4 separate regions of the Mus musculus genome follow, and all the other regions are linked to region 4. The links are chromatin contacts, called in public HiChIP or PLAC-seq and promoter capture Hi-C maps. All regions are on one chromosome and are shown on one strand. The core of a region is the stretch at or near the end of the contact, and the rest is flanking DNA. Distances in the headings are between cores, read along the strand shown.

The links. Promoter capture Hi-C pulls out the DNA fragments that hold promoters and counts their contacts. HiChIP or PLAC-seq counts read pairs in DNA pulled down with a chosen protein or histone mark.
Region 1: a promoter capture Hi-C map of pre-B cells shows a contact between it and region 4. The contact joins the enhancer-like site here to the promoter of Birc3 in region 4. A contact is called at or near these places in 6 of 39 promoter capture datasets (the 3T3-L1 cell line, the C10 cell line, cranial neural crest and 3 more), 1 of 15 datasets of contacts at CTCF or cohesin (CD8 T cells) and 5 of 115 datasets of contacts at active chromatin or transcription factors (the 230-238 cell line, CD8 T cells, bone marrow-derived dendritic cells and 2 more).
Region 2: a contact with region 4 is called in an H3K27ac HiChIP or PLAC-seq map of bone marrow-derived dendritic cells, with 2.9 times the contacts expected there. The contact joins the promoter of Mmp12 here to the promoter of Birc3 in region 4. A contact is called at or near these places in 2 of 39 promoter capture datasets (the C10 cell line and hippocampal neurons), 2 of 115 datasets of contacts at active chromatin or transcription factors (bone marrow-derived dendritic cells and bone marrow-derived macrophages) and 1 of 9 other capture datasets (macrophages).
Region 3: a contact with region 4 is called in a CTCF HiChIP or PLAC-seq map of CD8 T cells, with 6 read pairs. The contact joins the enhancer-like site here to the promoter of Birc3 in region 4. A contact is called at or near these places in 4 of 39 promoter capture datasets (the C10 cell line, embryonic stem cells, hippocampal neurons and 1 more), 1 of 15 datasets of contacts at CTCF or cohesin (CD8 T cells), 1 of 484 Hi-C or Micro-C datasets (Th1 cells) and 11 of 115 datasets of contacts at active chromatin or transcription factors (the 230-238 cell line, CD8 T cells, bone marrow-derived dendritic cells and 7 more).

The regions. Positions count from the first base shown.
Region 1 is chr9:7,258,728-7,265,843 of GRCm38.p6, forward strand. It overlaps Gm31639 (a long non-coding RNA gene), which reads left to right. Exons shown (of 5, transcript XR_379095.2): 3 at 2,675-2,747; 4 at 5,115-5,181. Among named protein-coding and RNA genes, the nearest start is that of Gm31639, 6.7 kb to the left of the region's middle. Within about 2 kb of position 1,439, at least 12 of the 459 cell types and tissues checked have an H3K27ac peak or open chromatin away from gene starts, as enhancers often do. A contact at or near this core is called in pre-B cells and pro-B cells, where this site is marked.
Region 2 is chr9:7,344,816-7,351,738 of GRCm38.p6, forward strand. Mmp12 (matrix metallopeptidase 12) reads left to right here and starts at 2,559. Exons shown (of 10, transcript NM_008605.3): 1 at 2,559-2,723; 2 at 3,770-4,017; 3 at 4,908-5,056; 4 at 5,197-5,322. The coding sequence starts at 2,610.
Region 3 is chr9:7,237,615-7,244,186 of GRCm38.p6, forward strand. No RefSeq gene overlaps it. Among named protein-coding and RNA genes, the nearest start is that of Gm31639, 15 kb to the right of the region's middle. Within about 2 kb of position 2,592, at least 22 of the 459 cell types and tissues checked have an H3K27ac peak or open chromatin away from gene starts, as enhancers often do. A contact at or near this core is called in CD8 T cells, Th1 cells, effector CD8 T cells and 1 more, where this site is marked.
Region 4 is chr9:7,869,793-7,876,278 of GRCm38.p6, forward strand. It overlaps Birc3 (baculoviral IAP repeat-containing 3), which reads right to left and starts at 3,378. Exons shown (of 9, transcript NM_007464.3): 1 at 3,031-3,378.

The sequences.
Region 1 (7,116 bases), core at 189-2,688, 610 kb before region 4:
ACATGACTCTTTCTGTCTTAGAAACTTACCAATCCATAAAGAATGTAAATAGGTTTTTAAAAATCTACGCATTCTAAAACAAATCACCAAAATAGACAATTAAAATGATGCTGACAAGTTTCAGCAAGTAAATGCGATCGACTAGACCTGAGGACTTAAGTTTGGTTCCCAGGACCCACAGGTGAGGGAGAAAACAGACTCTGGCAAGTGGTCCTCCAGAGTTCTCTCTACACATGCTCCTCTCCTCACAGAAATAAATAATTGTACTTATAGAAACCTTTAAAAAGATACTATTAAAATAAGAAACCAAATTATATAAAAATGAATAAAATATAAAATATATAGATTATGAAAAATTAAAAATAAAATAGTATTGCTAAAAATGTTTTTTCAGTGCTAAGATCAAACCCCGGACTTCACACATGCCAGCCAGGAACTTAACCGATTTTACATCTCTATCTCTTAGATAATTTTTTCCCAGACTGGGTGCTACTATGTAGCCCCAGCAGGCCTAGAACTTGCTGTGTAGACCAGTCTGGACTTTAATTCACAGAGATCTACCTGTCCTTCCATCTGAGGATGGAAGGTATGTGGTACCATGGCCGGCTAGATCATTTTAAAAGACTCAATTAAAAATCTGTCTCAATAGCTTCAACCCCTAGTAAAGGCAGATCAGCTTTCTGGTGTAGAAGATGCCAATATTTCCACATTATCCTTCATCCTACAATAAACCAACATTTGCACACTAATTCTAAGTTAACTGAGCACAACTAAAGCTTCTCACTGTAGTTTGTATTTGGGAGTGAATATTTTGTATGGAAACTTCATAAATTTTAGCTCATGAATAGATAAAGATTTCCTAGGTAAAATTTCCAGTGTTGTTAATAATATTGTCATGTTCCTAACTAACCTATACTATTATAAAAATTATTTTCCTTGACTTCATAATTCAAAAATATATCTCCCTAAGTTGTACAAAGTCTGTTATAATAATTACATTTTGAATTCTTTCTTTCAATATTTTCATTTACAATTTGACAATTTCCTATATTTATATACTATATTTTTGTCATATCTATCTAGTACTATGTCTCCCCATCTTTCCCTAACAACCCAGCTGCATCACTCTTCCACTTTCATGTCCTCTTTTCTTAATTGTTATTAATAGCCCTCTGACTCCTGCTGGGTGTGGTGGTGCATGACTTTAATCCTAGCACTCGGGAGGCAGAGGCAGGTGGATTACTGAGTTTGAGGCCTGCCTGGTCTACAGGGTGAGTTCCAGGACAGCCAGGGCTATACAGAGACACCCTGTCTCAGAAAAAAAAAAAAACAAAAACAAAAACAAAAAACCCTGAGTCCAATTAGTTCTGCTCATATGTGCATAGATCTGGGACCATCCACTGGTGCATGGGCAAACTAACAGTGGCCATGTCTCTAGAGAAAGTGATTATCCCTCTCAACAGCCATCAGTTACCAATATCTTCCCTGCTGAGGGTGGGACCTCAGAGTCCCTCCGGATCCATGCTGGAATTTGGACTAGCTTGAACTCAAGCAGGTCTTCTGCATCAACTCTAGTTGCTGTACACTGCTGTGTGCAACAGCCATGCTATGTCCAGAACTCAGCATTTTGCAATACTCCATTTACAAACCCTTACATTCTCTCTGTCCTGTCCTCCATGATGTTTCCTGAGTCTTGGTGGGATGCAGGGGGCTAATATAGGTGATTTATTCATGCTAGGCACTCATACATTCTTATAGTCACTGCATTCTCCTCCTCCTCCTCCTCCTCCTCCTCCTCCTCCTCCTCCTCCTCCTCCTCCTCCTCCTCCTCCTTCTTCTTCTTCTTCTTCTTCTTCTTCTTCTCATCCTCTCCCTCTCCCTCCCCCTCCCCTCTCCTTCTCCTCTTCTATTATTATTATTATTATTATTATTATTATATTTACATTCCAGTCATTGCCCTCCCTCTTGGTCCCACCTCCCACAGTTCCTCATCCCATTCCTCTCCCCCCACCATCCTCGGAGTGAGTGCTACCCCTCCACTCAGCCTCTCCACTTCTCTAAGGCCTCAAGACTCTCGAAGATTAAGCTCATCTTCTCCCACTTAGGCCTGGTCAGGCAGACCTCTGCTATATTTGTGCTAGGTGCCTCAGACCAGCCTACATAACCTCTTGGTTAGTTGCTCAGTCTCTGAGAGCTCCCTGGGGTCTGGGTTGGTTGAGACTGCTGATCTTCCTCTGGGGTCACTCTGGGCCTCAAGCTGAGGGACAGGGTTACTAATCCACAGTCAAAATTTCTGACCCAAAGTTGTTCCTATCCAAAAGAACTACGGGTTCAAAGATGGAGAATAGACTGAAGGAAAGATGGTCCAATGACTGGTCCAACTTGAGATCCATCTCACGGGACTGGGGTTGGGGGCACCAAGGCCTAACACTATTACTGATGCTGTGATGTGCTTACAGAGAGAAGCCTAGCATGGCTGTCCTCTGAGAAGCCCTACCAGCAGTTGACTGAGGCAGAAGCAGATACTTACACCCTGCCATTGGACTGAAGTCAGAGAACCCTAAGGTTGAATGAGGGGAAGGATTGAAGAGGTTGAATTATTTTAAGCAGTTTTCATGTTAATATTTCTCATCTCAAGTTATATGTTATGATGATGTCATTTTTTGCTTTCTAGATTATTTCTTGAATTGATTGGGAGGTAGAATTACAAGAGATGCCCTGTGAAGCTCAAGGATGCGCCTATGAAGGTTAGTCATCACTGAAGGTAGAAGGTAGTAGGCTGAATGTGATAGAGCTTAGCTGGACTGAACCAGGAGACTATCTTTGGCTTTTACACCTGATATTTGAGAATGTCCCTTGACCTCATTCCCACATTTTGAGGAACTTCAGTGCCTTTCTTGGCACTGTAAGAGTCCCTGCCCCCAATGAAATGACTAGGTCCCCTAATAAGAAGATGAGTAACACTGAGGCCAACTGGTTCAAAGGAATTAATCTGGATGAGACAAAGTACCCTGGAGCCAATGAGACATGCTGATGGGTGTCTGCATGTTTACTCATTATGCAATGTGCTGAAAGCAATCTGAAGTCACACGCTGTCAGGTGCAGGACTTTCCAGAGCTGTGGAAAGTATTAATGTTGGAGGAAGATTGGTCAGGGGTCACTCTTGATTTGACTCATTTTAGCAGTCTGGATAATGGATGAGAAGGGACAAATATGCCTAATCACTTATGTTGGCCAACCTTTGGAAATTCTGGAAAGAATTTTTGGTTTTGGAAAAAATAACAATATGCTGAATGATGTTTTACAAGGGCAAAAAGGCTCATTTCCTACAGATGGCTTTTATTATCCCATGGACAGTTGAACTCGTGACTGAAAGGGTCCTGGCCTTAGGTGAGCGGGTTCACATTAGGGGAAACTAATAGTGAATCTCCTTGACCCATTTTTTTTTTCTGGGAAAATTCTTCCCAGTCTTGTGAGCCTTTGTGGCTTTCTACATAAGCTCATAAACATCTGCAAGGACTTGCCTACGTTGCTGGCAGCTCTCACAGAGACGTGCCTGGTTCCCAGTTCACTTCAGAATAAATGGCACTCCTTTCCTAACTACCTGCTTTCCTTCAATCCTTTCCCCTTTACCTTATAAAGGTCTCTCTTCTCCTTTGCCTCTTTCCACCTTGTGGGTCTTCAGGATAGAACACTCAGGATGACTCATCTTTTCTTTCTATCTTCTATCAATGAACATGAACTCTCTGCTACCTAGCCAGTCCGAGTGACAAAATCCTCAGAAAAGCATAGCTTGCATTCCACACTGACAGTCACTAAGGAAGAAATGGGGTCTTTGTTTTTACCCATAAATGTTTACTTGGCACACAGGAATATGCTTTGTTCTTGAACAGACAATAACTGAAGTCAAGTAGGGGTAAGGAATGACTCAGTTATCAGTGCTTTGGCTCTGTAAGAACTCAGTGAAAGAGGAGTTTGCATTGTCTTATTCCAGAGATGTATGGGTTTGCAGAAGGAATCAGAAAGGATGAATGAGAAATAGTAGTGATTAATGTACATGGGACACATGAATGAAATCCCCAATGAGTACAAAATACATATTTACAAATAAAGTATGTCTCTCCAAACCCCAAACCTCAAATGAGGTTATGATAGATGCCACTCCCCCCAACCCAGCAATGGATGCACGATGTATGTATGTAATGACCTTCATTTTCTAGAACCTTGTTGTCTGCTGGCTGTTACCAGTCCATTCATGAATGTTCAGAGAACAAGTCTCCATAACTAATGTAGAATTTCTTCTTGCAGAATAGACAGGCTTCTTCATTATCATATCCCTACTTTAGCATATGACCATTTAGATGCTGAAACTTGAGACCTAAAGTGTGTCCACAAGATTTCTCAGCACTGACTATACTTTAAAGTAATTAAAATGATCATTTTATATAGTTAGTGTACATGAAATTTATTTAGCAATGTGTCATAGGAAAATGATTTACATTGCTGATCCTCTGGGGGAAATGAATAATCAAGATGTATATATATAAATGTTTTTTGAGACAGGGTTTCTCTGTGTAGCTCTGGATATCCTGGAACTCACTCTATAAACTAGGTTGGCTCTTGGGAGATAGTCTGCCACTGATTTCTGAGTGCTGAGTGTTGGAATGAGCCACCACTGTCTGACTAAAATACAACAATATTTTAAATGTCCTGTTTGCTGGCTTGCTAGAATGCTTTTGTGATGGAGGTGTGGGGGTCAGGACAGGGAACTGTGCCCAAAGCTGCTGCCTGGTACAGACGGCCACATTGTGTTAGTCAGACTTAGGACTTCTATGACAAATACCTAAAACAAACAATTTAAAGGAGAACATACTTATTTTAGTACATAATTTCAGGTCACAGTCTATGCTCAGCTGGCTCCATTATTTCTGAGCCTGTAGATCATGATGGCAGAAAGGTGGAAAGAAGTGTGAATGCTTGTGGGAGCCATGAAGCAATACAGAAAGGGTCAGGGACAAAATGCTATTTAAAAGGCACACCATTAATAACCTATTTTCTCCATCCAGGTTCAGGTCTTACTTCTCCAATAATAACACATTATGATCTGTCCACAGACTGATCTATTGATGAAGTGAGAACTCTTCAATGACCCAGGCAACTTTCAATGACTGGATCTACCAGGTAGGAGCCAAGTCTTCCATATATGAGGCTTCAATTTATGAGGAGACATTTTACATCTGTGACAGTTAATCTTCACTATCAACTTAAAAGTTGCCATGGAGATATACATTTCTGTGTATGTGTAGAAAAGTTTACCTGAAGAGGTAAGATCTGCTCTGAAGGCAGGCAGCACTGCCTCATGGGCTGGGGTCCTAGACAAGTCAAAAGGAGAACTTGAACTGAGCACGAGTACTTATATCTCAGCTTCCTAACTGTGGACATAATGTGACCCTTCACCTCAGCTCCCATCTCCACTCTCGCCCCACCATGATGGACAGTACCCTCAAATTGTGAGCCAGAATATATTGCTACTTCCTCAAGTTGCCTTCACAAGATTGTTTGATACAGTTATGAAAAATCAAGCTTTGGTGCAATGAGATGAAAACAAGTAGAGTTTTCCATTCTGAATTGTGGAAACAGAAATGATAATGAAGAACGATGGTGCTTTTAGCAAAGATTTCCCAATCTGAAATGCTCCTGCTTCGTTGACTAGCCTTGGTTATTCTGAAAACTTTCTCAGCTATTATTATTCTCTGAGTAATTTCTTCATTTTGATAGAACATGATATTTTTATGGGCCATTTAGCTGCCTAACTCATGTCCTTACTACTGGTAAAGATCCCTGCTCATTCTGATGTTGGTGAAACCTGCAAAATAATTCCTTCTGTAACAATAAGTCTTCAGTTAATATTCATGTAAACCATTGCACTTGGAAAGAAACCTAAGTTATAGGGAAAATTGCTTGGTCCCTTTTTATTACATAAGTACTCGAAATATTGGCCTTCCTATCTTCTATTTCCAAACAGCAATTAAAACAAAAAAATTAGAACCATCCACCATGGGTTTTGAGGTCTTGGAGGGTTAAGATAATAACCTCCAGGGATTTGTGTAGTGACACTATAAATAAGTTTTGACCTGACCCAATTATTTCCTTAGTTCTTGTAGAAAGTATGACAGTTTACCAACTGATCATTTAAACCACAATGGGTGACCATATTTACAGTGATTCACAAATAAAACAACTGTGCATTTTTATAAAGTGATCATTAATTTCATTTGCTGTTTCATCTTATAGCCTTAATCTTTACCGGTGTTTTGACCAAATGCTATACTAAAAGGTAAGCCATAGTGGCGTTAAATATCTATTTATAATCTCTCTATTTTTATTAGAAAAAAATATGTCATTCTGACTCTGAGCTGGCATAGAAAACCCATGTCTCATAGCATTTTAAAACTTGATGTACACATTTTCTCTAACTTTGTAGCATTTGTAACTAGTAAGGTGTGAGTGTGTGTATCAGACACATTCTGATATGTTTGTCAAATGCTTTTTGCCAAAGACTTTGCTGACAGTGATTATAATCGGTCTGTTTATTGCTCTTATGTAAAATTGCTAAAGGCTTTGAAATAGCTTAAAGTCTTGGATGAGATCTTTCCTTAGGTGTCCATTATTTCTTGAGACTCAGGAGTGGTCTTCTTTTCTTAGTGCCTTCCTCTTGAGATAGAGTCCATGTATCCTAGGCTATTAAAATAGCTATGTATTCAAAGTGTGACCTTAAAATTCTGGTCCTCCTGTATTTATCTCCTGAATCCTGAGGTTACAGCATTTCACCCTCCTGCTTTATTGAGTACTGGGGTGTACCAGGGCTTCTTGCAAATTCTGTCAACTGTACTCTAGCCCTCACGCTCAGCAATTGTTTTCAAAGTGATAATATAATAGTGCCTTAGTTACTGTATGTGAACTGGGGCACCATTGAGGTCTAGTCTCTTCTCATTCCTTATCAACTTTTACATATTATCATTTTCCTTATAATTGACTATCTTTTCTTACTATAGCATTAGCATCACAAGGACCAGGATTTTGATGCATTTGTTCACTGTTGTATACCTCTAGTGT
Region 2 (6,923 bases), core at 1,309-3,808, 530 kb before region 4:
CCTTCCTCTTTGTCTTCATTACTAACTTTTTTTTTTTGCTTTAAAAAAGTGTGTGTGTGTGTGTGTGTGTGTGTGTGTGTGTGTGTATAAGGATGACCATGACAAGCGGGGATTAGATAAGGTATTGTGGGACTCAGCCCCAGAGAACATGTATTCTTTCTCAGCAAGCATGAACTAGCTTTTTACCTAGGAGCCTCATGTTTCCCCCATCCATGTTGGCTTGACCCTGGTGTAGTAGTTATAAGGTCTTGCTTAGGTGACCATATTGTTGAGTTTCCATGGGTGTAGCTTTGCTGTCCTATACAGAAGGGATCCCAGGCCTCTGGCTCTTACAATCTTTTTACTCTCTCTTTTGTGATGTTCCCCAAGCTTTAAGTATAGGGGGTGCATTGTTGCTAACTTTAAAAATGTTCCAGGCAGCTGGCTGAGTACTTTTTCCTATTATTTAATGCAATATTTATAATGGTTCTTGATATAGAAACCATTTTTACTCCAACTTTACAAATGAAAAGCTTGTCTTGAAGAGATTAAAGTGACAGCTTGAGATCATAGGACGCCATAGCTTGAGTTGTCAATTAGGTCAGCCTGTGTCTAGGAATTAAGTTGGTAACCTTTGTGGTACCTTGTAGTTGGCCATGTAGCCCTTTTCTCCTTACACTTTACCAGATTGGAGCAACTGGTGAGTTGAGACACAGGGAAACCAAAATGTGGGTATGGCTATCTACTCTCCTTTCTGTCCAGGGAACTCTCTCACTTCTTTTTTCTGTTTTATCTCCTTGCATCTTGTATCCTATATTCATGAGACATTTCATACAAATCTTCCAAGAACTGAGTTCCTCTTTGCTGTGGATGACACCACTTCTTGTTTTCCATGAACCAGGAACAAATCCTCCTTGCAGGGCTATCGCTCCTGCCAGGGAGGTTCACTTTCAGTATCCATAACACTCTTCAATCAGACTCAGTGCTAGGTACTTACTGAGCACCTACTACACTCAACGTAGTTTTCAACATAAGGAGTAGTTCCAAAAACCTCTATTTTTCCACTTTCTATCCCAATACAGTTGTGTTCCTCTTAACATTTTTGGGCTAAACTCAGTGTTTGAAAGGACTTCTTTACAATGCTTACCACATGATCATTCCCTTTTTGAACCCTTGAACTTCTCCTACTTACAAATTTAGTGCTTAACAGTCCCTATTAAGGACAAAGGGAAGGAACTTCATAATAGTGAGCAGCTTTCCTGTCACCAGCACGCATAAGTCACTGTCTCATTTAACTGTCACAAGAGCATAAGGAAGTTAAATAGTTAAATAGTTCTCATCTCAAGTGGAACCTAGAGTCAAGCCACTCACGTAAAAAGAGGCAAGATTTGGTAAGTATCAGGGATAGTACAGGGGCAGGGGGATTCCTCTTCCTATCTTAGAAGAAAAGGAAAACAAATGATCACAAGGCACAGGACACCTATAAACTCTACTGGATCTGTTGTTTTGCATGATCACCTAAAGCTAAGTGTGTGTGTGTTTGTTTGTTTGTGTTTGTTTCTTGTGCACGTCTCTGTGTACATGCATTGCATAGTAGGCCTGTAGAAACCAGATGACAACTTCCAGTCATCTGTTCTCACCATGTCGCATCCAGGAGATCAAACTCAGCTCGTCAGCTTCGGGAGCAAGTGCCTTTGCTTGCTGAATCATTTCATGGCCCCTAAAAGATGAATTAAAATTAACACTAGGAAGTAGACAGCATGTCTGAATTCAGGGAAATTGGAAGTCTAAATTATAACCCATTCACATACCTATGCACTAGGCTCTTCATGTAGACTCTGCATGTGGTGGGATTAAGTGAGTGTTGAACAGAGCCTCTGCCCACACAGCAGCCTCATTCCAAAATTGTACTTTGGGAGTTTTAATCCTTGATTTCTGAATGTTTCTATTCTTTAAACACTTCATGGGGGAAAGAAATGGAGAGGCGGCAGAAAGAAAGGAAGTCTTTCACAACATAGCTGCAAGTGCTGAACTCCAATAGCATGAAAGATGAGGAACGAAGTTCCAGAATCTCCCCAGACAACCTGTCAGGATTGGATTTCAGCTTCCATGAGTAAAAGTCTCAATCCATATAAGAACCCAAGCCTGCACATAGAGCAAACATCAAAGCATGCTCATTGTACAAATTTTCTCTGATATTTAAACAAATAAAGGATTGATGTATTCTAGCAAAAATATTTTCTTCACACATTTTTTAAAATTTTACTTTAAAGCACTTTACCTATATTATAAATTATAAAGAGAGTTGTCGATACCAAGCTTTCCAAAACTCTGCTAATGGAGTTCTGTTTGTATTTTTGGCTACTGTGTTATCGATGTTTTGTCTTACCTTCAGGTAGAAGTAGGTGGAAGTTAAGATTTACCGGTCATTTGTAAGAAACAGAGAGGTACAGAGATGAGTGATGAATTAGACAATGGTTTGACCTGCTGTTACTTCACATGATTCTGAAGTAAATCAAGGGATGACATCAACAGTGAGTCAGATAGAGGATTTCATGGTCACAGATCCTGGTACTAGGGTTATATAAAGTGGGGCTTTAAGGGAACTTGCAGTCGGAGGGAACAGGTTGATGAGCTGCACTCTGCTGAAAGGAGTCTGCACAATGAAATTTCTCATGATGATTGTGTTCTTACAGGTATCTGCCTGTGGGGCTGCTCCCATGAATGACAGTGAATTTGCTGAAGTAAGTATTGACAGCATTGCTCTGGTCCAGCCTGACTGTATCTTTAATAGTTGCTGAATTTGCAAATAGTATGTTGAAAAGTGTGATTCGATTTGAAAATCAGTACAGATTCTCTCTTGTTACCATGTTTTGTTTTCCAGAGAGGATTATAAAGATGAAAGAATGTCATTAAACTGGTGAATAATTGTACCATCTACAAAAAGCTTTGGCTAAATTACTTTAGCTCAATATAATTAGATTACATTTCTAATAGAGTGTTGTGTATTGGTCTCTCACTCCATTTGTCTTTTATTTGAGGTAGTAGTTTAATATCCAGTAATAATGCAAGATTTGGACTTTGCTTAGTCCATGTGACCACTTCAAGATTTTATGATAGTTACAGCATGTTCTCTCTGCGATTTATCTCATATATTTATTCATAAGTATTTTAAGTAAGATGTGAAATTTTACCTTTTTCTAATTAAAAAAACTTGAACATCTATTTTCTAAAATTATATATATATTCCTTTTTTACACAGAATCCTACTGTGTTGTCTAGTCTGGTTTTGAACTTGTGGGCTCAGATGACCCTTCTGTATCGCCCTCCTCAGCAGCTGGCTCTATTTTCTAACATTATTATTACTTTGAATTCATTCAAGTTTTCTACTGTGTCAAGATTTTCCCACTGCTGGGGACTAACCCTAGACCTGCTAGCATGCTAGATAATTGCTGTACCACTAAACTACCTTCCCCAATCAAGTACCCGTATATACTAGATGCTAAAATGGCTCCTTAAAAACCTAGAAGCAGGTCTGAAGAAGGAGAATAATAAATAGTTCTTCCTCTGGAATTTTGGTAATCTGACTAATCATTTATGTTTTAAATAGCGTAGGAAATTATTTTTTCCTCCTTATAATTGATTCCCTAGGTAATAATAATAATAATAATGTAGCCTGTGATTAAAATACCTGGTTCTAGAATATCAGTATACTACTGACCATGTTTGCAGGGTTCCCAGCAGAAACCTGGCTGCATACAACCGTGTGCAATGCTTGTGTTTTATCTAGTGGTACTTGTCAAGATTTTATGATTATGGAAAGGACAGAATTCCAATGACAAAAACAAAAACCAATAGAAACTTCCTAAAAGAAAAACTCCAGGAAATGCAGCAGTTCTTTGGGCTAGAAGCAACTGGGCAACTGGACAACTCAACTCTGGCAATAATGCACATCCCTCGATGTGGAGTGCCCGATGTACAGCATCTTAGAGCAGTGCCCCAGAGGTCAAGATGGATGAAGCGGTACCTCACTTACAGGTAATGTCAGTGTTTGCCCTGGGGAGCTTTTCTACTTACCTATGAGTGTAGCTTCTAGAAACCTAGACCATTTAGCTACAACGTAGTTCTAAATCCAAAAGTAGCCTCTGTAAATTGTTAATACAAATGCATTCGTTAACTTCAGACTGAGGATAAGAGTTCAGATCCCAAGAAGATATGTAAAATCCAGGCATAGTGGCTGTCTGTAATCCCAGCACATGGGAGGCAGAGATAGGGGGTGCTCAGGGCAAGTTGGCTAGCCAGACTAGTAGAAACAGGGGTCTCTGGCTTTGGTTGAGAGACCTCACCTCAATACTGAAAGTGGAGCAGGTTTCAGGAAGATGCCTGAGTCAACTTCAGGCCTCTACATGCATGCACATACTACACGCACACACACATACATGTGGACATACATATACACACAGGCAGATACACACACACACACACACACACACACAATTTATTATCTCTGTGAGGAGAGTTGCTCACTGAAGAAAGACTTTCAGTCATTTGCCTTGTCAGTCAGTACAGAGCAGAGAAGCAGCAAACAGACAGAAAAAGACTAAAAATAAATAAAAGAAAGAAGTCTATACAATATTAAAAATTGATAAATGTGAAATTTTGGCACATTGGGTATTTATGTCTATGAAAGTAAATGCTTCACTATAATTACCAATAAGTCATAAATAAGAGGAAATTAAGTTATATTTTGATTGATGAGAAAATTTTCCAGAGAAAAAAACTATTTTGAACTTTAACACACTTTTCTTACCCAGACTGTCAGTTTGTGAGGAAGTTCTTCCTATGGGCATGGGTGCAGAACTAAGAGACTAGAAAGACAAAATTAACCAGTGGTATCATGTTTATTTCCCTTTCTTTCCCCAACACAGGATCTATAATTACACTCCGGACATGAAGCGTGAGGATGTAGACTACATATTTCAGAAAGCTTTCCAAGTCTGGAGTGATGTGACTCCTCTAAGATTCAGAAAGCTTCATAAAGATGAGGCTGACATTATGATACTTTTTGCATTTGGAGGTATACAATTTACACATCACCTGTGTCATTCATCATGCTGTATGATGTCATCACTCACTATGTTATGCCATTATGTGTGATGACCTGAGATGCCCTGTGACAGATGCAGGTGACTAATGACTTTCTTTCATTTTACAAAGCTCACGGAGACTTCAACTATTTTGATGGCAAAGGTGGTACACTAGCCCATGCTTTTTATCCTGGACCTGGTATTCAAGGAGATGCACATTTTGATGAGGCAGAAACGTGGACTAAAAGTTTTCAAGGTAGGAGAGAGAAAAAAAATTAAACTAACCTTAAAATTTAAGATACAAAAAAAAAAAAAAAAAAAAGCCAGGCGTGGTAGCACATGCCTTTAATTCCAGCACTCGGTAGGCAGAGGCAGGCGGATTTCTGAGTTCGAGGCCAGCCTGGTCTACAAAGTGAGTTCCAGGACAGCCAGGGCTATACAGAAAAACCCTGTCTTGAAAAACAAAACAAACAAACAAAAAAAAAACAAAAAAAAAAAAATTAAGATACGCCGTGATCTCAAAGAATATGTTCTGACAAAGATTACATTATATTATGAAATAACAAATTCTAATTATGTTTGCCTCTAAATCAAATTTAAGATTCTTTATACGTAGTGCAATTTTCCCCATTGTGAATCAGGGATGTTGGACATGATTGTGATAGAGATCATCTCCAAGGACCACTAAGATTCTATGAGCAAGGTCTGCATACTTGGAAATGTGAAAGATTTTAGTTGGGTTTTGGCCAGTAAAATCTATAAACTTAAAAGAACACACTAATTCTGTGTGATCCATCTTATGTTAGCAATTTCTTAGTTCCACGGTGATCCCTAAAGATAATTAGAGAAAATTATAGAAAAAAGATCATTGCAGATCCCTGTGGATCTTGATGTCCTGGAGCCTTGAGGCACCATTTCCAGAATCAATTAGTTGAGACTGTAACTCACTATCCCACTCAAATAATGAGGAGTGAATTTATCTTATCATTCACTATTCATTGTTGTTATTATTGGAGGCAATCCCAAATATAAGAACATTTAACCCATCATCTCAGTACCCTTACTAATATCTCCTGGAAATCCTCAGTTATACAATTCATTCATATGGAATACATAAGGAGAAATTCAAGAACATGGTCTCCCTACTCCAAATCCTCCTTCTCTGGCTGATTTTTCATGTGATATGTAGCTATGTAATTTACATACCCCATGTCTACCACAAAGGTAGACATATACCCTAAAGCTTATCAAAATTTTGATAAGGACATTTGAAGACTATAAGGTGCATCATGTATGACTTACTACTTGCTGAACTACAACTTCTTAACCAGACATAGCCATGTGTCTGAGGTTTTTCCTGGGTTATTTGGGGATTGGGTGTAACCTCTTCATCAACTGATACTGCTTTGGAATCTAATGAACCCTAGAAATAAATGTACATCAATTCAGCTGCTCTCACCTGAGCAGAACAAGCAAAAGTTGGTGACAAGCTTGCACAAAAAGGCAAGGTCTAAAACATGTTCTCTTGGCTCCTGGCCTTATTTTAAAAATTGATTTAATTCTATTTTTTCAAAAAAAAAAAAAAGGCAGCTTTGAAAATTTTATCTATGTGGCCCAGGTTGGCCTAGAACTCATGGTCCTAAGTCATCTTTCTGAATGAATGAATGAACGAATGAATGAATGAATAAAATCATTTCCAACTCCTAGATCTACATTCTAATTTTACTGTTAATCAGGTTTCCTAGAACATAGGAAATGTTTAGGAAGCATCTTTTACTAAACTCAGGTGTCATAAACAGTGAGAAATGTAGTGTACCCTGTGTTTTCCTCATCCAGTGGCACAGAAACCACTGTGTG
Region 3 (6,572 bases), core at 1,342-3,841, 630 kb before region 4:
GAGCATTTTAGATTTAACATTTTCTTTGATCCAATTCCTCTGCCTTATCCTAAAGACCTGTTATTCTCTCTTCCACTTGATCCAACATATTGGTGAGGCTCTCTACTGAGAATTTGAAATGACCACCAAATTTTTCATTTTGGGTTTTAATTTAGTTTAGCTTCTCCTCAGAGATCCTCTTTATTAAATTCTGTTTTTATATCTTGAATTGTTTTTGTTTCATCATTCATCTGTTTGTGATTTTACAATCCTCATTCAGGCATGTCTTCAAATCCTCTTTGAACTCCATAAATGTATTTATAATTCTCTTTTGAAATGATTGTCTTGTATGATGACTTGTATATGAAGAAATGATGACCTAAATTTCTTTTCTCAGAGACTATTGCCATACAAATTTCTTACTTGGAGACGTATCTTAGTTATCCATGTTTGTAATTTTTCAACAGGACCTGGACATTTGGAGTTAGATCATTGGCAGCATTTCTTAGGATAGATTTAGTGTTCTACTCAGTGTTGCTACAAATAATGCCACTAACTTTCAGCCATGGTACAGTCAAGCCGCTTCAATAATGTGGTCAAAGACTTCTCCAGCTCTTGTTTGATGATCACAGGACCAGAAGTTTGAGAAAACCATACCAGATCCAGCCAGCTACACTAGCTTTTCACAATGTTGCTTTCTCTTAGCTGTGCCTCAAGCTTTGGCCTCCCTGGGACAGATCCACTCCAGCCCTCCTGTAGCTGTTGCTATTTCCACACTTCTCTCTGAGTGTCTTGTGGATCAGTTCAGCCATGGAAAAGGTAAAAGCCTGCAGGCCGGTGAGGAGAGTTGGAGCCCTGGGCTCATACCCTACACCCTGGAAGGTACTTCTTTCAAGCCTTATGTTCTCCCTTCTAGTTAACCAAAATAAGAATCACAGTAAAATAAAAACAAAACTTGAAAACAGCCACAAGAAAAAGAAGTGAAGTAGTAGAAAAATGCACAGAGCCCAGCATAGTGCCTGACACACATAGTGACACACAAAGTGACACACACAGAAACAAGCACAGTGACACACATGTAGTCACACACACAGTGACACACACAGAAACACACACAGTGATACACACAGTAACACACATAGTGACACAATGCAGTGACACACACAATAACACACAGTGACACACATGTAGTCACACACACACAGTGACACACACAGTAACACACACAGTGACACACATGCAATGACACACACAGTGACACACAGTAACACATGCAGTGACACACAGTGACACACACGCAGTAATACAAGCAGTAACAGAAGTAGTAACACACACCAGGTAACACACAAAGTAACACAAAGTAACACACTCACTGTAATGCACACATGGTAAAGCACATGTGGTAATGCACACAAGGTAACATACATGCACACACAGTAACACACAAGCCTCTCAGTTGCTTTCTGCACTCCTTTCCAATGGAGCGCTCTAGCTCGGCCTGTGGAGCTTTTTCATAAGCACTATAAACATTGAAATCTCAAGTGTAGCTTTTCTTACTTCTATAATCACAGAAAATTCATTTCAGAAACAAGAGGGAAAAAGAGAATTTTTTTTCAATGTTCTCTCCTAGGAAAAATATTCGAGTTTGGTGAGAACTGTCCTGTATAATTAGTGGACAAAGTTAGTGATTTGATTAAGTATTGCAAATGAAAACAGCCCAACTCTTTCTTTAGAGAGGCAGAAGTGGAAGGATCTTCCCGGAAGAGCCCTGGGGTCTCACTAAGTATATTCTTCCTAGATAATTACTAGGATTTCAAAAAGGAAGACACAAAGTTGAAGGGACTTGTACATTTGGAAAGAGTTTATATTTTAGGGGGGAAAGGTTAAGAAACAATTCCAGCTCTAGCTTTAGAAACCCAACCATGTACCACACAGACCTCAGCAATTTTCTCTACAAGCCAGCTCACACCACATTGAGGTGTCAGCCTCCCCTCCCTCTTAACAAGACCAGCGGAAGCACTTCTCTCCTCTCCTCAAGCATTTTAATCTGGCTCAAGTGATGTTAGTATGATACTCCAGAACAATCTCCTGTTTTGCACTTATCCTTTGGAAAAGTCCTGTACAGAGCTGAAGATATTACTCAGCAGTTAAAGGCATGCATTTCTCCTGTAGAAGACCCAAGTTCAGTTACCAGGGTTCACTTTAGGCAGCTCATAGCTGTCTGGGACTTTAGCTACCTTGTGTGGCTATCTCAGACACCCATGCCCATATGTCCCTGCACCTCTCTCTCTCTCTCTCTCTCTCTCTCTCTGTGTGTGTGTGTGTGTGTGTGTGTGTGTGTGTGTGTGTGTGCACATGCACATTAAGTAAAATCTCTTAAAAACTTCTTGTGAGATATCTGTATCTGTCTAGCACCCATAGGTAACAACAAGAAGGGGAAAACCATCTCTTTGCTAGTCTGCACAAACACATCAAACTTTCTGGATAAGGGGGTTTGCCCTAGTTACTAAGTTTTGGATATCCCAGCATTGCAGACAAGTTTCCCAGCAGGTCATCTTTTGACTAATTTGATTATTATACCCACTTCCTGCTGTAAAGGTACTTCCTACCACAGCCCAGAAAACCTACTAGTTCCTGTGTATGTGACTCACCTGCCTCTTCCTTTTACTCATTCTCTTCTTAGCCTTGCTTGAATTTCTTCCTTATGTTTCTTCTTTATGGTATTTCCTTTCTTGTTTCGAAACACTCATTAAAATCCCTGTCAGACTCCCCGGTCAACCCTGCCTTGCTCTTCATGGACTCCCTGTCAAACCTCCCTCTATCAATTAGAATTAGATAGAATAAATTAGACATTAAATGTAAGCTGATCTTGATTCTGCTTCTAGTAGAGAGTTTGAGCCTGGAATATGGCTTAGAAGTTATCCAGGGTAGTTACTTCATTTTTCTAAAAGAAAACAGATGTAGAGAAGCTACCCCAGATGAAGAACTCCCATTTCCTGGCTCCAGTTGATTCCTTTCTACATTCTATCTCTTTAACAGCCCAGTTATTTTAATCTGGCTAAAATGGCTCAATCCAACCAGCTGTGAGCTAAGGTTAGAACTCCTGACTCTCATCTTCCAGTCAGTGTTGATACTGGGAAGTTATTTTATCACTGTAAGCTTTGCTTTCTCCAGTATGGTATAGTGAGAATGGTCACCTCATGATATGATTATGAGACTCCACCAAGATGATCTCTGTACCTGATATGTGATGTGGTCCTAATATTAATGGTGCTATGGATGGCAATGAATGTGGGCAAGAGCAAACTAACTTGGTACTCAATTGTCCTTGTTTCTCTCTATCAGTCTCTGGTTCTCCACTTGCATCCCTCAACTTCCTGCTCTTCCTTCTGATGCCTTCACAAAAGGCACTTTGCATTCTGACTTTGGCCTAAGGTATGAAGGTCCAAAACAATGGAACTGGTAATGTTAGAGTTAGCCTCAGAGAAGAAGAGTTGCTATGGCCTGCCTGTTTGAGATTACATTATGAAACTTGATCCTTCCTTTCAGAGAAAAAGAAGTTTTGTAGTTAGAGCTAAACTACAGAGGTTAAACTATAATTAAGTCCCAAGGTGTTAGGGGCCTTGAAGTGAAATTGGTTGGAGGAGGAAGAGCTAAGCCTGGACTTAAAGATCAGGGAAGATGTTTATTGATAGGGACTGAGACCTGAAGTCTCATGAAGTGGAGAAGGGGAAAGTTCATACTTAGACAGTAGTTATTTCAAAGAGTAGTATGACTGATAGCATAATGTCACCATGGACTTTTCTGTTTTGTTTTGTTGTGTTGTGTTGTGTTTTGTTTTGTTTAAGAAAGAGCTTCATTATGTAACCCAAGTTGGAAAAGGCAGTCCTGAAATAGAATTTGAACAATATATCAGTTATCCAGAAATAAAATGTTAGCGAGTACACCCAAGGCAGGGGAAAGAGCACACACACGCACACACACACACACACACACACACATTCAACAAGCAACATGTTGTATGCTAGAAAGAAATGATTCACTATTTAGAAGACGTGAGTGGAGAATGTATCAGGTATTGGAGGACATTGGTTGCCATGATAACAGTCTTGGATAATAACCTCATGTGACGGAGAAGCTGTAAGGCATTTGAGCCAAGGAAGGCAGTGTTTATATTCTTTATCAAGGTACATCAGCTCTAGTCAGACTCCCTCATGTGGATGGCACATTGAGACTGAGTGGACAGGTCTGGAGGCTAACACACGGGCAAATTGAGATGGATTTTGAATTAAGGAGTGACACCAAGAGATAAAAGTGGCAGGCCTTAGAAATATTATGTATGTGGGTGCTGATGAAAAACAAGATTATGATAACTTGGGAGACCAGTGTGTGCTGGCATGTTTTACCATCTCAGCAACACAGAGCTCCATGGTTATCATCATCAGTGATGAAGATGATGGATGTAGCATAACAAACTGAATCACTATCGTTATCATTATCACTAGTGGGGAGACAGTAATCACTTACTTTTGCTTTCTTCATGCTTTTACTACAATACACATATTAAGTGCACTCTCTGATCTGTCACCAGACAGCCTCTGCTCCTCCCTTCTTTCTCTCTTTTACTACACGGCCTATGTCACTACCTAGCATGCTCACTATATTTGTCATCGATTAAGGTTACTGAATTGAATGTAAAATGTCCCCCTCAGGCTCCTGTGTTTGAACACATGGCCCCCAGATGGTGTCACTGTTTTGAGAAGTTGCTCTTTAGAGGTAAAGCCAAGCCAGAGGAGGCAGGTGGTTTGAAGGTTTAGAGCCCAAACCTGTTTCACAACCTGTCTCTGCTTCCTGGTACGCTGAGATGGGAGCAGTCAGAGTTGCTTAGCACCATGCCTTCCTCCCATTGATGGACTCTATCCTCTCAAACTGTAAGGCCAAATAGATCCTTCCTTTATTAAGTTGCTTTCTCCTCTTGTATTTGATCAAGAAAATTATCGAATATGCACACTAAATTATAACCCTCATAAAGATAGACACGTTTCTTCCTATCCCCATTACCTAGAAAATACTTGGATTCCTATTGTCATTCACTAAATACTTGAGGAGTGAGAGACAGTAAGGATGGGTTAAGGATCAATAGCTGATTTTATGATCTGCTCAGAGGCAGTTGAGAAGCAACCTACCTACTCATGGTGACTTCTTTGGAAGCTCCTACTCCCTGCCAGCTGAAGCTCAGTCTAGCATGTCTCTCCCTCCTTCCTTTCCTCTCAGGCAGGCTGTCCTTTTGCTTTACAGTCTATGTAGTTTCACAATTTTATGACTGTGGTTAAGATTCCTGGCAAAATTGAAACCGCTGGGGATCTAACCTATAGTTTTAGAGAACATAAACAGATACCCTGGTCAACTCTTGGTTACTTTATTTATTTATTTATGGCTGGGCAAATCGTAGTTAAAAACCAAAAAAGTATGACATTTGTTTGGAATCTGAGTAACTGGTCTTCAAATTTCCCACCATAGCTGGTAGAAGAGAGAAGAATGTGACAATTTAGAATGTGAAAGTTATTTTTTAAACAAGCAGTTTGGAAAGATTTTCTTTTTTTGTTTTTTGTTTTTTGTTCTGTTTTTGTTTTTGTTTTTGGGTTTTTTTAATGTGCTTTTTTCTCTCATATGTTTCAGGGGGTAAAAAGTGGAATTGCCTTTTCAAATGAGTTTTTTACTTGTACCTTCAATTCACCCCCTAAGCCCTGAGCATGCTGTAGCCCTCGTGAGTCCAGGCCTTGACTGCTGGAAGGAGGCCCTTGCCTCTGGCTCTGCTCTTGCCCCAACCATTCTATTCTCTTCACACAGTGCTGATTATTACTGTGTTCACTTGCATAGAAGATCACTGCAGACATGCTGATCTGCCAGACAATGAACCCACAGTAGGTTAGTCGGACTTCATACCAGTGATTAATATACAACTTAACACATGGCATCATTCAAAAATCTTTTATGTTTTCCTATAGTCTATGGAATATAATATCAACCCATTTCAGTGTTATTTCAAGTAGTTATTTCATTCAACATGCTTCCATAAAACTCACCTCCTCCTGCTTTCTGTTTTTCCTATTACCTAGTGTATAAAGAAGGGTCATGCCATAATCCTGTTTACCTGAACAGAAGTTATTTCTTCCTGATGTGTGGTACTCAAATCTCTCATGGACTGAACCTTGGCCACAAAGTTCAGCATAACTTAAATCGATCATTTATAAAAACACGTGTCTTTTAGAAAGGTGAAAAGTGTTTGTTCTTTTACCCAAAGCACACATTCTTCAAATCAAACTGATATTCTGTAATGGCTTGTTCTTACTGATGGATGCTTATTGCGCCCTGAGATCACTGGGACACTCACACTGGCAACTTTAGTTGTGTTCCTTTAGTGTAGCATTCCAGGTCCACCTTGCTATTCCATTCTTGATTAAACCCATGCAATCCTTCATGCATTATCAATTTAATTGGACAACTACTTCTGACACAGTTCCCCGCTTTTCCAGGCCCACCCCTTTGTCTTTTGTGTTTACAAAGGGCACTACCTACCCTCCTTCTAGAGC
Region 4 (6,486 bases), core at 2,128-4,627:
TCTTCAAATGATACCATTTAATTTTCTTTACAGCTGAATAGGATTTCAATGTATACACACACACAACACACACACACTTTTTCTTTGTCCTGTTAACAGGCATCCATTTTGTCCCATAGTGAATACTGACACAATAAACAGAGTGTGGTGATTTGAATAAAAATGGCCCTCATAGGCTCAAGCATCTAAATGCCTAAGTCCACAGTCTCGGTGGGCGGCTTAAGAAGGATTAGGAGATAGATGTATCCTTGGAGGAGGAGGTGTGTGACCTAAGAGTGGGCCACGCCTGGTCTAGTCTCCCTCCCCTGTTCCTCTCCTCTCCCTTTCCCGTCCCCCCCACCCCCACCCCCTCCTCCTTTTCCTCTTCCTCCTCCTCTTCCTCCCCCTCCTTCTCTTCTTCTTCTTCTTCTTCTTCTTCTTCTTCTTCTTCTTCTTCTTCTTCTTCTTCTTCTTCATCTTCCTCTCTCTCTCTCTCTCTCTCTGCCTGCCACCTATGGATCAGGCTGTAGCTCTCAGCTCCTGTGTTTGTATATGCTTGGCTCAGGAAGTGACATTATTAGAATCTGTGGCCTTGTTGGAGTAAGTGTGTCACTGTGGGTGTGGGCTTTAAGATCCTCATCCTAGCTGTCCAGAAGCCAGTATTCTACTAGCAGCCTTCAGATGAAGATCTAGAACTCTCTGCTCCTCCTGCACCATGTCTGCCTGGATGCCAGTGTGTTCCTCCTGGATGATAATGGACTGAACCTCTGAACTTGTAAGCCAGCCCAACTAAACGTTGACCTTATAAGAGTTGCCTTGGTCATGGTGTCTGTTCACAGCAGTAAAACCCTAACTAAGACATACTGCTCCAGCACCCGCTTGCATGTTGCCACGTGGTGATCATGGACTTCCCCCTGAAACTGTAAGCAAGCCTCAGTTAAATGCTTTCCTTTATAAGTTGTATTGGCCATGGTGTGTCCTCACAGGAACAGTGCAGTGACAGGGTACTCAGGTATACTCCTCCATGTGCCTGCCAAGGAGCAGTAGAGCTCAGTCCTATGGTGGTTCTGTTTTCAACCTTTCGAGGGTCTGTTCCACTGATTTCCTTAGAGGTTAGACTAGTTTGTGTCCCCAGCAACAGACGCAATTGTTTTCTCTACATCCTGAGCCGAATTTGTAGAAATAACCCTCAGTCCTTCCAAGATCACTGTTTCATTCAGCTGGCTCCGTTCCTCACTAGGTGAGGCCCTCAGCCTGCCTTCCTTTGCCTGCCCTCTGTTCACAGGTCTATTGGCCACCTCAGAGAAACAAGTGCCCCTTCATGGGCCCTCCTACTACTCTGAAGGACTCTTCTTCATATTTCCTCAAACCCCGCAGGGTCCTTGTCCCTCTATACAGTAATGCTGAAGTCTCTACTCCAGCCACTCCTGAGTCTGGCAAGCCGGCAGAACATTTGTTTATGAACCACATTTCCACACAGACAGCCAGTCCGTGTGCCAGCACCTTTCCCTCTCCATACTCATAAAATAAAATTTGCTTCCTCTTAGGCCTGTTCTGATCCCTGCCCTAGTCCACATCAGTGTGTAGGAGCCCTCTTTCTTTCCAGTGGTTCCTTATAGATGAGCTTGGCACCCCAGTTTCTTCTCTGCTTACACTACCATGTCCAGTAGACCCAGAGACTATTGTGTGCCCCCACCCTCTGGAGCAATTAGCTGTGCCATCTTCCTCCCTCCACCTTGGACCATATCTCCTACAGAATAGGAAATAAGCTTTAACCTCTGTAGTAGCTGCAGCTACAGTGCCTAGCTGCTGTTGTGTGAGACACACAGCCCAGACTGACCTTGGACACCTGATCCTTCAGCCTCCACCTCCCAAGTGCTAAGATTACAGACCTGCACTACTAACCCCAGCAAACACTGGCATGGAAGAATTTCTTAGCACAGCTGGCTGTGCCCAGCATGTTCATGGCACTTTCATTTGTTAATTTCCCCCTATTACTGCTAACTTGACCTCGTGGCAATTTACTCCCATGCTCTGGAGTCTCACATCACAGGATTTCAAGAGAGTCAGTCCCTTTTCCACCAACAGTGTAATGTTGGGCAAGAAAACCACCAAGTGGCCAGACACGCCCCTAATCCCATTACCCTGGAGGCAGAGGTGGGTAGACGTCAGTGTTTCCTTGAGTTCAAAGCCAGCCTGTTTACTTATCCAGTTCCAGCCCAACCAGTGCTCCATAGTGAGACTAAGAAAAGCCACTCGTGCCTCAGTTTCCTAGGTGCGAAAAGGGGATAGTAATGGCACCTGCTTTTTACAACGGATGATCAGAACCTGGCTTGGGGCAGACAGAAACGACTCCAGAGATTTACCGGCTAGATTAAGAGCACTGCTGAGAAATTGAGTACAGTGACTCAGGCCTATAATCCCAGCACTGAAGGGGTTAAGGCAGGAGGATTTTTCCGAAGTTCAAAGCCCCAGTCAGCTATAGTGTGAAATGGTCTCTGACACACCCATCACTCCTTTAATCCAAGCACTTGGAAGGCAGAGGTAGGCAGATTTCTAAGTTCGAGGCCAGCCTGGTCTACAGAATGAGTTCCAGGACAGCCAGAGCTACACAGAGAAACCCTGTCTCGAAACACCCCCCCCCCCCCAAAAAAAAAGAAAGAGCTGTAGTGTTTTCCTGAGCTGGCCACCAAGAAAACAACCATGAGCTTTCCACAAGCTCATCCTTAGACGCCAGAGTTCTCACTGTGTCAAGTCTCCCAGATGCCTCCCGCAGCAGCCTAATTAAAATGCAACTTCTCGGCACCTACGCCTCACTCAGAAAGTCAGAGACCGGAAAAGACTCAGAAAGTCGAGCTCCCGCAAGCGGGGAGGGGGTGGGGGGAGGGGGGGCAGCCAGGGTCAGCGTGGCCAACCTGTAGGTCGCCCTCCCGCAGGACCACCGATGCATAGAAACGGGTTTTGCAGGTTCTCCTTCGGATCTAGTCACCCCGGTGATCCTCGAGCCACTACGGGGACCCTGGCTGGATCCCCACGCGCGCGCGTACTCACCGCAGCCCACTTCCTAGGCTCTGAACGCCAGCAATGACCTCTGATCTCCGGGGGTGGCACCCTCGCCTGGCCTGTGGGGTGTGGCTGGGTGGCGCGATACCTTTAAATCGTCCCCAGCTAGGCCTTAGCCACTGCCCCCACCCTGCCCGGCTCAGGGCTGCTCAGACCTGCGGTGCTTTCCTCCAGGGCTCCGGGGAACTCCAGGGTGAAAACCAGACGCACTTCCTCCTCACCCTTGGTGGCCACCCTGGCTGGGGATTTCCGTGGCTCTTCTGTGCGTGACTTCCTGGACCCAGCTCCTCTTCGTGTCATTTACTGAAAGTTTTTACTTGAAGGCTCTTGGCTCTTACAAAACATTGAAAACAGATGTGCAGCCTGTGAGTTCCGCCTTAAGAGGCCTATCCCCACCCCACCCTCACCGCGCTTCCCTCCTGCAGCCTCCAAGTCCTTCACTGTAAAAAAAGAGCCACAACTGTCCGGAATATAACTGCTAAGTTAAAAAAGTAAGACGTTAGGAGGAAAAAAACCCGAGTAACTCTGTAAAAGTCTCTGGTTTCACTTTTTGTTTTTATCAAGAAAGAGAGCTGAAAGGAACATTTGTTAAAAACAAACAAACAAACAAAACAAAACACGTATGGATCTCAATTTCAGGTTATTTTTATTATTTCAAAGATCAGAACTACAGCTGCGGGTAGCAGCAAATGCCTTTAATCCCAGCACTCAGAAGGCCGAGGCAGGAGGATCTCTGTGAGTTCCAGGCCAGCCTGGGCTACATAGTAAGACTTTGTTTTTTAAAAATGCTAGAACCACACTGATTCTTGTATTTGAAAGGTGTGATTGTGGGCCGGAGACGTGGCTAAGCAATTAAAAGTACTTGCTGCTCTGGTAGAGGACCAAGGTTCTGCTCCCAGCATTCACAAGATGGCTCACAGACATCTGTAACTCCAGTTCCAGGAGATCCATTGCGGCCTTCTGGCCTCTTCAGGCACTGCACCTGTATTCGCACAGGCGTGAGGCAAAACACCTGTACACATATTTAATATATAAATACGTTTTAAAAAATATTTTGAAAGGGTTAGAGAGATGGCTCAGCAGTTAAGAGCACTGACTGCTCTTCCAAAGGCCTGAGTTCAAATCCCAGCAACCACATGGCTTACAACCCTCTGTAATAAAATCTGACTCCCTCTGCTGGTGTGTCTGAAGATAGCTACAGTGCACTTACATATAATAATAAATCTTTAAAAATATGTTTTTTTAAAAGTCTGGGGTTTTTGTTTTGTTTTGTTTTTTTTGTCCTGATCTGTTTTAGTGGTTTTTTTTTTCTTGTATTTTTGTTTAGTTTTTCCTTGTCAAATTTTGTTTTATAAACAGGATGAATAAATCTAGAAAAACAAAATTCCTTCTTTTAGCTTTTTCTCTTTCAAGGGAAGGTGCTTAGCTATATCAATGTTCTTGTAAAAACTTGACTCTTGCCAGGCAGTGGTGATGCATGCCTTTAATCCCAGCACTCAGGAGGCAGAGGTAGATGGATATTTGTGAGTTCTAGGCTAGCCTGATCTACAGAGTGAGTTCCAGGACAGCCAGGCTACACAGAGAAACTTTGTCTGCTTTCCTCCATCTTCAGCCAATTAGCATCAGACTTAAGGAGACATAATCTAGCGGTGAGAAACCTGCCCTGGTCAATCTAGAGATAAAATGCCTTATTGTGGGCTCAGCTGAGAGGGACCACAGTTCCAACAGGAGCTCTAGTAGAAGAACTTCGTTTGTGATCATATAGAGATTTCCACCTACTTTCAAGCCTCTATCTGAGAGCAGAATCACACCTGTGAGAGCAACAGACTCCCTTGCAACATTTGCACAATTTTACTGTGGGCCTTTATTATTAGTAGCATTAGCATTAGCATTAGCATTAGTATTATTAAGCAAGTTGTAGAGCCAAGCCAGTGATGTGGAACTTGAGAAGCTGGAGCAGTGGACAGCCTCCAACTGAGCCTGGAACAGAGTTAGACTATGCCTGAAAATAGATAGTACTTAAGATCCATTACTTTCAGCCAGGCAGTGGTGGTGCACGCCTGTAACCCCAGCACTTGGGAGGCAGAGACAGGTGGATCTCTGAGTTCGAGGCCAGCCTGGTCTACAGAGTGAGTTCCAGGACAGCCAGGACTGCACAGAGAAACCCTGTCTCGAAAAACAAAACAAACAAAAAAACAAAACAAAACAAAAGATCCATTACTTTCTGGATAAACTCTAATGTATATGAGCAGGGACAGTATATCTCTTGTTAGATGCTTTATTCTAGCATCAACAGGGTACCTGTACATAATAGCTGCTGAGCATCTTGATATCTTGATTAATAAATTGAGCTAACCAATCTTCTGGGTTTTCTCCATTCTCGACCTGCATTTAAACCTTCAGTAGTAGCTCACTAAATAGCCATCTAAAAATATTATTAATTTATTTTCAAGTTATGTGTATTGTGTGTTGTGTGTGTGTGTGTGTGTGTGTGTGCAGGAGTGCAATGCTCACAGAGGCCAGAAAGGTCAGCAGATGCCCTAGAACTGCAGTTATGAAGGGGGGTGTGACTGCTGGGAACAGGATTCTGGTCCCCTGCAATAGCATGCTCTCTTGAGTGCTGAGCCAGTTTCCAAACCTAAATAGGCTTTCAGACAGACATTATTAAGGAAACATTTGAAGAAAGTAGAGAGATGGACATATAACCTTCATTCACTCTGTTCAGCCAGTTATCTTCTGCTGTCAGTATGAAAGCCAGGCTGAATGCTCCCAGACCCTGGCTTGACACCCCATGACACATCCCAGGTGTTTTATTAAATAATTGAAAATATTTCTCCCTCAAAGGCTGTCATGATTTCTTCCTGAGGATTTCACACCACAAAATACCATAAAAAGTCCTGTTGAACCTCACCTTCCCAATAGAACAATTTTTTAAATTTTATTTATTATTCTATGTAAGTACACTGTAGCTGTCTTTAGACACACCAGAGGAGGGCATCAGATCTCATTGTGAGTGGTTGTGAGCCACCATGTGGTTGCTGGGATCTGAACTCAGGACCTTTGGAAGAGCAGTCAGTGCTCTTACCCACTGAGCCATCTCTCCAGCCCTGCCAATAGAACAATTTTTAAAGATTTATTTATTTCATGTGTGTGAGTACACTGTCACTGTCTTCAGACACAGCAAAAGAGAGCATTAGATCCCAAGACAGACTTTTGTGGGCTACCATGTGGTTGCTGGTGTTTGAACTCAGAACCTCTGGAAGTGTAGTCAGTGCTCTTAACCACTGAGCCCTGACTATCCTAAAGCTTACTACGTAGACCAGGCTGGCCTTGGACTCACAGAGATCTGCCATCCTCTACCTCCCAAACACGAAAATAAAATTCAAAAGAAACTGTGCCATCCTGATTCCAAAGTGACAGTGTCAGGAAGAGAGTTCCTGGTTG